Regions from separate parts of the Mus musculus genome. Here region 1 is linked to region 2. The links are chromatin contacts, called in public HiChIP or PLAC-seq maps. All regions are on one chromosome and are shown on one strand. The core of a region is the stretch at or near the end of the contact, and the rest is flanking DNA. Distances in the headings are between cores, read along the strand shown.

What was found. HiChIP or PLAC-seq counts read pairs in DNA pulled down with a chosen protein or histone mark.
Region 1: a contact with region 2 is called in an H3K27ac HiChIP or PLAC-seq map of embryonic stem cells, with 4 times the contacts expected there. The contact joins two enhancer-like sites. A contact is called at or near these places in 14 of 39 promoter capture datasets (the C10 cell line, the HPC-7 cell line, cranial neural crest and 7 more), 1 of 15 datasets of contacts at CTCF or cohesin (embryonic stem cells), 1 of 484 Hi-C or Micro-C datasets (erythroblasts), 7 of 115 datasets of contacts at active chromatin or transcription factors (the SCID.adh cell line, embryonic stem cells, extraembryonic endoderm stem cells and 2 more) and 3 of 9 other capture datasets (adipose tissue, liver and pancreatic islet).

Annotation. Positions count from the first base shown.
Region 1 is chr8:95,877,012-95,880,480 of GRCm38.p6, reverse strand. It overlaps Got2 (glutamatic-oxaloacetic transaminase 2, mitochondrial), which reads left to right. Exons shown (of 10, transcript NM_010325.3): 2 at 2,612-2,768. Among named protein-coding and RNA genes, the nearest start is that of Got2, 9.7 kb to the left of the region's middle. Within about 2 kb of position 1,585, at least 106 of the 459 cell types and tissues checked have an H3K27ac peak or open chromatin away from gene starts, as enhancers often do. A contact at or near this core is called in embryonic stem cells, where this site is marked.
Region 2 is chr8:95,595,162-95,599,034 of GRCm38.p6, reverse strand. It overlaps the pseudogene Gm31518. Among named protein-coding and RNA genes, the nearest start is that of Prss54, 21 kb to the right of the region's middle. Within about 2 kb of position 2,129, at least 23 of the 459 cell types and tissues checked have an H3K27ac peak or open chromatin away from gene starts, as enhancers often do. A contact at or near this core is called in embryonic stem cells, where this site is marked.

The DNA of each region.
Region 1 (3,469 bases), core at 336-2,835, 280 kb before region 2:
AATATATATTAATGCCGGGGGTAGTGGCACACGCCTTTAATCCCAGCACTCGGGAGGCAGAGGCAGGCGGATTTCTGAGTTCGAGGACAGCCAGGGCTATACAGAGAAACCCTGTCTCGAAAAACCATAAATAAATAAATAGAAATAAAATATATATTAATAATAAATACTATGCCTTTCACCTGGGTTAAGTATTCATCTAATACATGTTTTTCCTAAAATTACACTGGTTAAGAATGAAACAAGCCGCAAAACGTATTTTAAGGTAGTGCATTCAAAGTAGTAGAAATGTGGTTTCACATTTGCCAGGAAGCCTATGAATTGATGCTTTAAGTACTGAGAACTAGGATTTTGCAATCTAGTCTGCCAGTACCGTCCAGAGGTGGAAAACATGTCAGGCAGGCACTTAGTCTTTCCATATTATTGACACATAGTAAGGGTAGGCTTTGTTTTGTAGTTTAAGCTGCAGAAATCCTAGTGTAAGCTCCAGTACACAGAAGCACCTGACCTAGATTTCAAGCCAGAGGCTGGACATATGACTCAACTGGTAGCCACGCTTGTCCAGCATGCACAAAGGCCTGGGTTCGATCCCCAGCAACTACACAAGCTAGGCATACCGGTGTACTTGTTCATTTGTTTTCTGGGCTATATATGAATGTTTTCATTTTAATCCCAGGTGTGGCACGTGGGACTGCCTCAGATTGTCCACAGCAACCATGATTTGCTTTCTTCTCTGGCAGGGCATGATTTGGCCAGCTGCAGATACTTTGTGCAATTGTGTGATGTTTGGAATTCTGGAGACTTTTCAGAGGGCATATAAATCGTAGGCCCAGGGTCTGGAGAAATGGCTCGGCGGTTAAGAGTACCAGCTGCTCTTCCAGAAGTCCTAAGTTCAAATCCCAGCAACCACATGGTAGTTCACAACCATCTATAATGGGATCCTATGCCCTCTTCTGGTGTGTCTGAAGACAGCTACAGTATACTCATATATAGAGAGTAAAATCTTTAAAAATAAATAGCCTGGCAGTGCTGGTATGTGCCTTTAATCCCAGCACTTGGGAGGCAGTGGCAGGCAGATTTCTGAGTTTAAGGACAGCCTGCTCATAGAGTGAGTTCCAGGACAGCCAGGACTATACAGAGAAACCCTGTCTTGAAAAATAAACAAATAAATAAATACTAGACCCCCCAAGAGGTGGGTTGTTGGTTGCTGTTGGTCAAGGTTTGTTAAGTAGTATAAAAGTGTAAAAAGAAAAAAAAGGTGTAAGAAACAAATTTGATATCCTGACAACAAAGAGCAAACTTGCCCCTAAGGAACTTGACACCCCTAGTCAGCAGGAAGTAGTCTAACCCCCTTTCCAACCCTTGACTTTATTCAGGGATCTCTTTCCTTTCCTAGCTATCATTCTTCTCAGGTGTTAGGGGGTGGAAGGGTGGAAGGAAAACGGGTAGGGAAAGGTGGAATAAAGAAACCCCTACACAAAGTAACAATCACCGGCTACAAGGCATGAATTCTCTAGGTGAAACTTCAGATAGGCTGGACAGCTGTGGATTGCCACAAGATACACAGTATCAGTCTTGCGAGCTTGGAACTATTTTGCCTTTGCTGGTCATTGTTGTGGTTTGTAAATGTTAAGGCTGAATAGGACTGGCGATTGCTCCTCCCCCTTGGCAGCTTGCCAGAGCCTTTTAGGCTAAGATGAGAAAGCAGGCGGCTTCCAGATCACTTTCTCCCAGGCTTTTGTCTGGCAGGTGCTATTTTCAGCAATGGGGAGCTTACTTTCAGTTTCTCGGAGGACAAGGGCACTAGCCATCTTAGTTTGGGAGTCTCTTAGACTCGCCTGACCAACAAGCCAAAGGAAGGTTTCCCGTGCCTGGCACTCTTGTTAGGTAGCCTAATGTGCTTGAGGAGCATTGTCATACAAATGGCATCTCCTTGGCAAGTGTCTATGTAAACCGAATGAAAACTGTTTCCCTATGGCTTTTCAAGCCTTTTAGACAACTCCCCACCCCCACCCCCACCTTATTGGCTTCCTCTCCCTTTCTGCTTCCCAGTTAAAACGGCTCCCTTGTTTTCCCATTCCCCCCTTTATTGCACCTGTTTCCAGTCCCCCTCTCTAGCAGTGGGTCTCCATGGTCCCTTTTATCTTCCTGATTTCTGTGGTGGCTCCAGGTTTTACACGTGCATCTAAAGACTCTGAGCTAGGGAGAGAACATGCAGGCAGCGTCTGTTTCTGGGTCCGAGTTACCCCACTCATAACACTTACTGGTGATGTCCGCTTACCTGAAACTTTAATTTTCACTTTTCTTTACAGCTGGATAACGTGCCCCGATGTATATGAGCCACGCCTTCATTATTCATTAATAAGCTGAAGGGAAAAAAATGTTTTAAAGCTGTGGTTGTACCCTATCCTACCCAAAATAACTTGGTGCTATCTTTCTGCATCTTTTCATGTTTGTGCTGATCTCCAGTCTTCTGAAGGCTTTTGTGCTATTGGATAGCTGGTGCCTGTTCTGTGATACACACATGCCAACATGGATCTTTGGCAGAGCAGAGACATACCTGGCTGTAGGAATCGAGCTCATGGCTGGGGTAACCTATTTCTCATTTCAGCTCCTGGTGGACCCATGTTGAAATGGGACCTCCAGATCCCATCCTGGGCGTTACCGAAGCCTTCAAGAGAGATACCAACAGCAAGAAGATGAACCTGGGAGTTGGTGCCTACCGGGATGATAACGGAAAACCTTACGTGCTCCCCAGTGTCCGGAAGGTGAGCTTGGCACTCGTCTCCTGCCAGCTAGGATGTGGAACCTGAGCCAAAAGGAGTGCTGGACCAGGACTCCGAGACCCCGCCCCCCTAGGTCCTGGCTCTGGCTTTGTGAATCACCTGGCTTTTCTAGACCATGATTTTCCTTCCCTGAGAAAGCAGATTAAAACCACAAGGCCTGTAAGATTATAAGTCAGGTGTGGTGCCTAATCCTGAGGGGGCACAAGGGGATGACAATTTTAACATCCTCTCTTAAGGAGAGAAATAGCCAGCTGCGGGTGCAGCTACTCTTAGTTCCATTTCTCTGGTGATTGCTGTGGTGAAATCCTCACCCAGAGAGGCTTGTGCTATCCACCCTTCATGAACTACAGCTTCTTTCATTCTCCAGTTTTAGTTACATTCAGAAGTTATTCGAGGCTGGAGATACTAGATGTGATAGAGTGTTTTCTGGCATGCAAACACATCACATCACAAGAATTCTAAAAATGTATTCGGTGATTGATAAGCTATTGTTGTAGGCTAGACCACAACCAAGCACTGCTATCTGTTATCTCAACAGTTCACCACAGCCCTTTGAGTCAGGAAGGGGGACCATCTCTCCCACTGTCACAGTGTAAGTTCCCCAACAACGACTGGCATATACCCTGACCTGCATTCCTTTTATACATTTAGTTGGATTTTGTCATCTCACACACCTAACAGGT
Region 2 (3,873 bases), core at 880-3,379:
TGCTCTTCCGAAGGTCCGAAGTTCAAATCCCAGCAACCACATGGTGGCTCACAACCATCCGTAACGAGATCTGACGCCCTCTTCTGGAGTGTCTGAGGACAGCTACAGTGTACTTACATATAATAAATAAATAAATAAATCTTTAAAAAAAAAAAAAAAAAATTCAACCACACATTCATAGTTATAGCCAAATTGTTTCTTTTACTTTTTTTTTTTTTTTTGCTTTTAAAGATGTGTTTGGTTTTTTTCTTTTTTTCTTTTTTGTTTTTTTAGATTTTATTTATTTATTTTATATATGTGGTGAGTACATTGTAACTGTCTTCAGACACACCAGAAGAGGGCATCGGATCTCATTACAGATGGTTGTGAGCCACCATATGGTTGCTGGGAATTGAACTCAGGACCTCTGGAAGAGCAGTCAGTGCTCTTAACCTCTGAGCCATCTCTCCAGCCCCCGTGTTTGTTTGTTTATGTGAGTACACTGTCACTCTCTTCAGACACACAAGAAGAGGACATGGGATCCTATTACTGACGGTTGTGAGCCACCATGTGGTTGCTGGGAATTGAACTCAGGACCTCTGGAAGAGCGAGTCAGTGCTCTTAAGTGGCGAGCCATCTCTCCAGCCCCCAAATCATTTCTTACTCCACAGGTTTTGTTGAATTATACCTTGATTTTTGAAAATAAAATGGCCAATCTTGTTTTAGTTAAATTAGCTTATCTTGGATTGGAATTACAGTTTGTTGTGAGCCGCCATGTGGGTGCTGAGAATCGAACCTGGGTCCTCTGGAAGAGCAACCATTACTTTTAATCACCGAATCATCTCTCCGGCCCCCAAGCTTGGGGGTTAAATTTTATGATGGTAAAATGTTCACAACATAAAACAGACCATTCCAGCCACTTTAAGGTGTGTTAAGTGCATCCAGCGACCATCAGCACTATTTAGTGTATACTTGTCCATCACCCTGGACCTATCGGGGACTCTTCTCCATCTCCATGTCTGCACCCACTTATGTGGAATATCCAGGCAGATGTGCAGACAGGGTCAGGGAGGCGGCTTGCAGGAGTTGCCAGAGAGCTTGGAGTTGAGGAAAGCTTGGGAAGTAATTGCTAATAGGTATCTCTCTCTCTCTCTCTCTCTCTCTCTCTCTCTCTCTCTCTCTCTCTCTCTCTCGTTTGTAAGCTCAGCCTGGCTTTGAACTTAGGTACCCATCCTGCCTCAGCCTCCTGAGTGCTGGGAACTCAGGTGTGAACCACTACCCTCAGCTATGATCGCCTTATTTTGTAAAGTGACCTCCAAATCCATCCAAATCCATCCACTACCACATTGGCAGTGGATGGCCAGAAGTTTTTCTTTTTAAAAACTTGAAGGGTGGTCCACCGTAGGCATACCCATGGATCCACTGATGGACACTTAGAACATTCTCCACTCACCCTTAAAGATATGCCCATCCTTCCTAAAAGACATCTCAGGACATGGAATATACAGGAATTATGTTCTCCTTAGCTTCTTTTTTTCTTTCCTCCTTCAATCCTTTGTTTGTTTTATTTGGTTGGTTGGTGGGTTTTTGTTTTTTGTCTTTTGTTTTTGAAACAAGGTCTCTCACTGTGGCTCTGGATGCCAGGAACTGGATATGTAGATCTGGCTGGCCTCAAACTCACAGAGAGCCATGTCTCCTGGCCTGTTCTCTTTCATAGCTGTATTCCTTTTTTCTATCTGGTCGTAAAAGACTGCTGTAAGTGGATAAAAAAGCCGCCCGCCTCTGTTGTGTTACCATGGCCTTCTCTCTGTTACTCCCTCCAGTGCTTTAATATCTGTGCACACATAGCCAGATGGGAAGGTTGACTCTCATGCTTCACCCGAGGCCCCAAATAGGTATAAGCAACCCTGCAGATGCCAAGAGCCCCACCTCCTGAAGCTGAGGGCTAAAAATAAATGACCTCCTATATGAGACATCGTGATAGGCCGTCATGAGATGGCTTTCAAGCATAGCTCTGCTGTTACTATCTTCAAGTGGTAGTAACCCTTACATGACCTTCACAAGACAGGGCCTGTTGATAGACCCTCTTAGGAGGTGGTGGGAGGGGTCAGTCCTCAGATGTTTGAGATTCCAGCCCCTCCCTCCCTCCTGTGTTCCCCTCCCCCACACCCTGTTACTGTTCCCTAGCTATAGGTATTTCTGTCTCGGCTGTTATGTGGTCTTGGGAGGGACTTGTTACACAGAGGGAAGAAACCATCTGCAGTTTCCTGGAGACCATTACCCATGCTGGGGTGGGTCTTCTTGGTCATCCTATGAGTCATGTTCCTTAAGTACCCTGCACCCGTGGAGATGGAAGCAGGCTCAGTAAACTCCATTGGCTCAGTGAACTGCTCTTACGGAGTGTACATTTGCTCTTTGGTCTGTTTTGGGGGCCTTATCTGGGGTGGAGAGGCATTTGCTCACATCCCTCCAGGGCAAGTCATACAACAGAGAGAGAAAGCAATGGCTGATCTGAGGGTTGGGGCGTAGCTCAGACGATGAGCATGCGCTTAGCAGGCACAAAGCCCCGGGTTAGCAATACATGCAATTAAAGTGTAAAATAACTGTTAGTGGATTGTCTCTGTAAAACGATACAGTTTTGAAAAATAATGACCTGAAATAAAATTCAGAGCAGATGACTAAGAACATAAAACTATATGCTTAAGTAGAATGTTATAACATACATGTATACATAAATGAATATATGAGTAGTAAAGAACCTAGCTAGGATGGCAGGTACTTCTTTTTTGACATTTGTCTGGATTTCAGTAATTTTCTTTTTTCTTTTCTTCTTTCTCCCTTTCTTCTTTCTTTCTTTTCCGTTTTCTTTTTTTTTCTTTTTCTTTTTCAAAACATGGTTTCTCTATGTAGCAGTAGCTGTCCTGAAACCCACTCTGTAGATCAAGTTGGCTTCAAATTCAGATCTGTCTGCCTCTGCCTCTGCCTCCAGAGTGCTGGGGCTACAGGCATGTGCCATCACCATCCGCATGAAATTTCCTTTTTCTTTTCATGTGTATTCATACAGATGAATGCTTGTATCATGTGTGTAGATACAGGTGTGTGTGTGGTGTGTGTGTGTGTGTGTGTGTGTGTGTGTGTGTGTGTGTGTGTGTGTGCATGTGTGCATATGGAGGCCGGAGGACAACCTCTGGTGTCATCCTCTGGAATACAGCTCAACTCCTTTGAGATAGCTGCTCATTGGCTGGAACTCACCCATTAGGCTAGACTGAATGGGTAGCGGGCCCCAGTCCACACACCCATGGCTCCAGGCCCAGCATTTTTATGTGGGTTATGAAGATCCAGCTAAAATCCTCATCTTGCAAGGCAAGCATTTTACCCCAGCTGAGCCACCCCCCACCCTAGCCTGAATTTTAGAAAATTTCTAATTGAAAAAAGGACACATTGTGTGTGTGTGTGTGTGTGTGTGTGTGTGTGTGTATACTGGGAGATGGCTCAGTGGGTAAAAGTGCTTGCTGAAGAAGCTTGATGACCTGAATTGGATCCCCAGAGCCCAAGTAAACCGCCAAATGTGGGGCCAGAGAGATGACTTCACTGTTAAAAGCACCTGCTCCTAAATGTGAGGAGCTGAATTCCATGCCTGGGACACACTTTGTAGGAGAGAACTGCACGGTGTCCTCTAACTTCCTCGTGCATACGCCATACCCCCGCCCTGTCCCCCCACGTGCACGCGCGCGCGCGCATGCACATGAGCAAGTGTTGCTCACAAGCGCAGCAGCAGCAGCAGCAGCAGCAGCAGCAGCAGCAGCAGCAGCAGCAACAGCAGCAGCAGCAGAAACATGAGAGACCCTGCCTAACAGGGTGGAAGAACTCCAGAGGACCGACACATCATGGTGT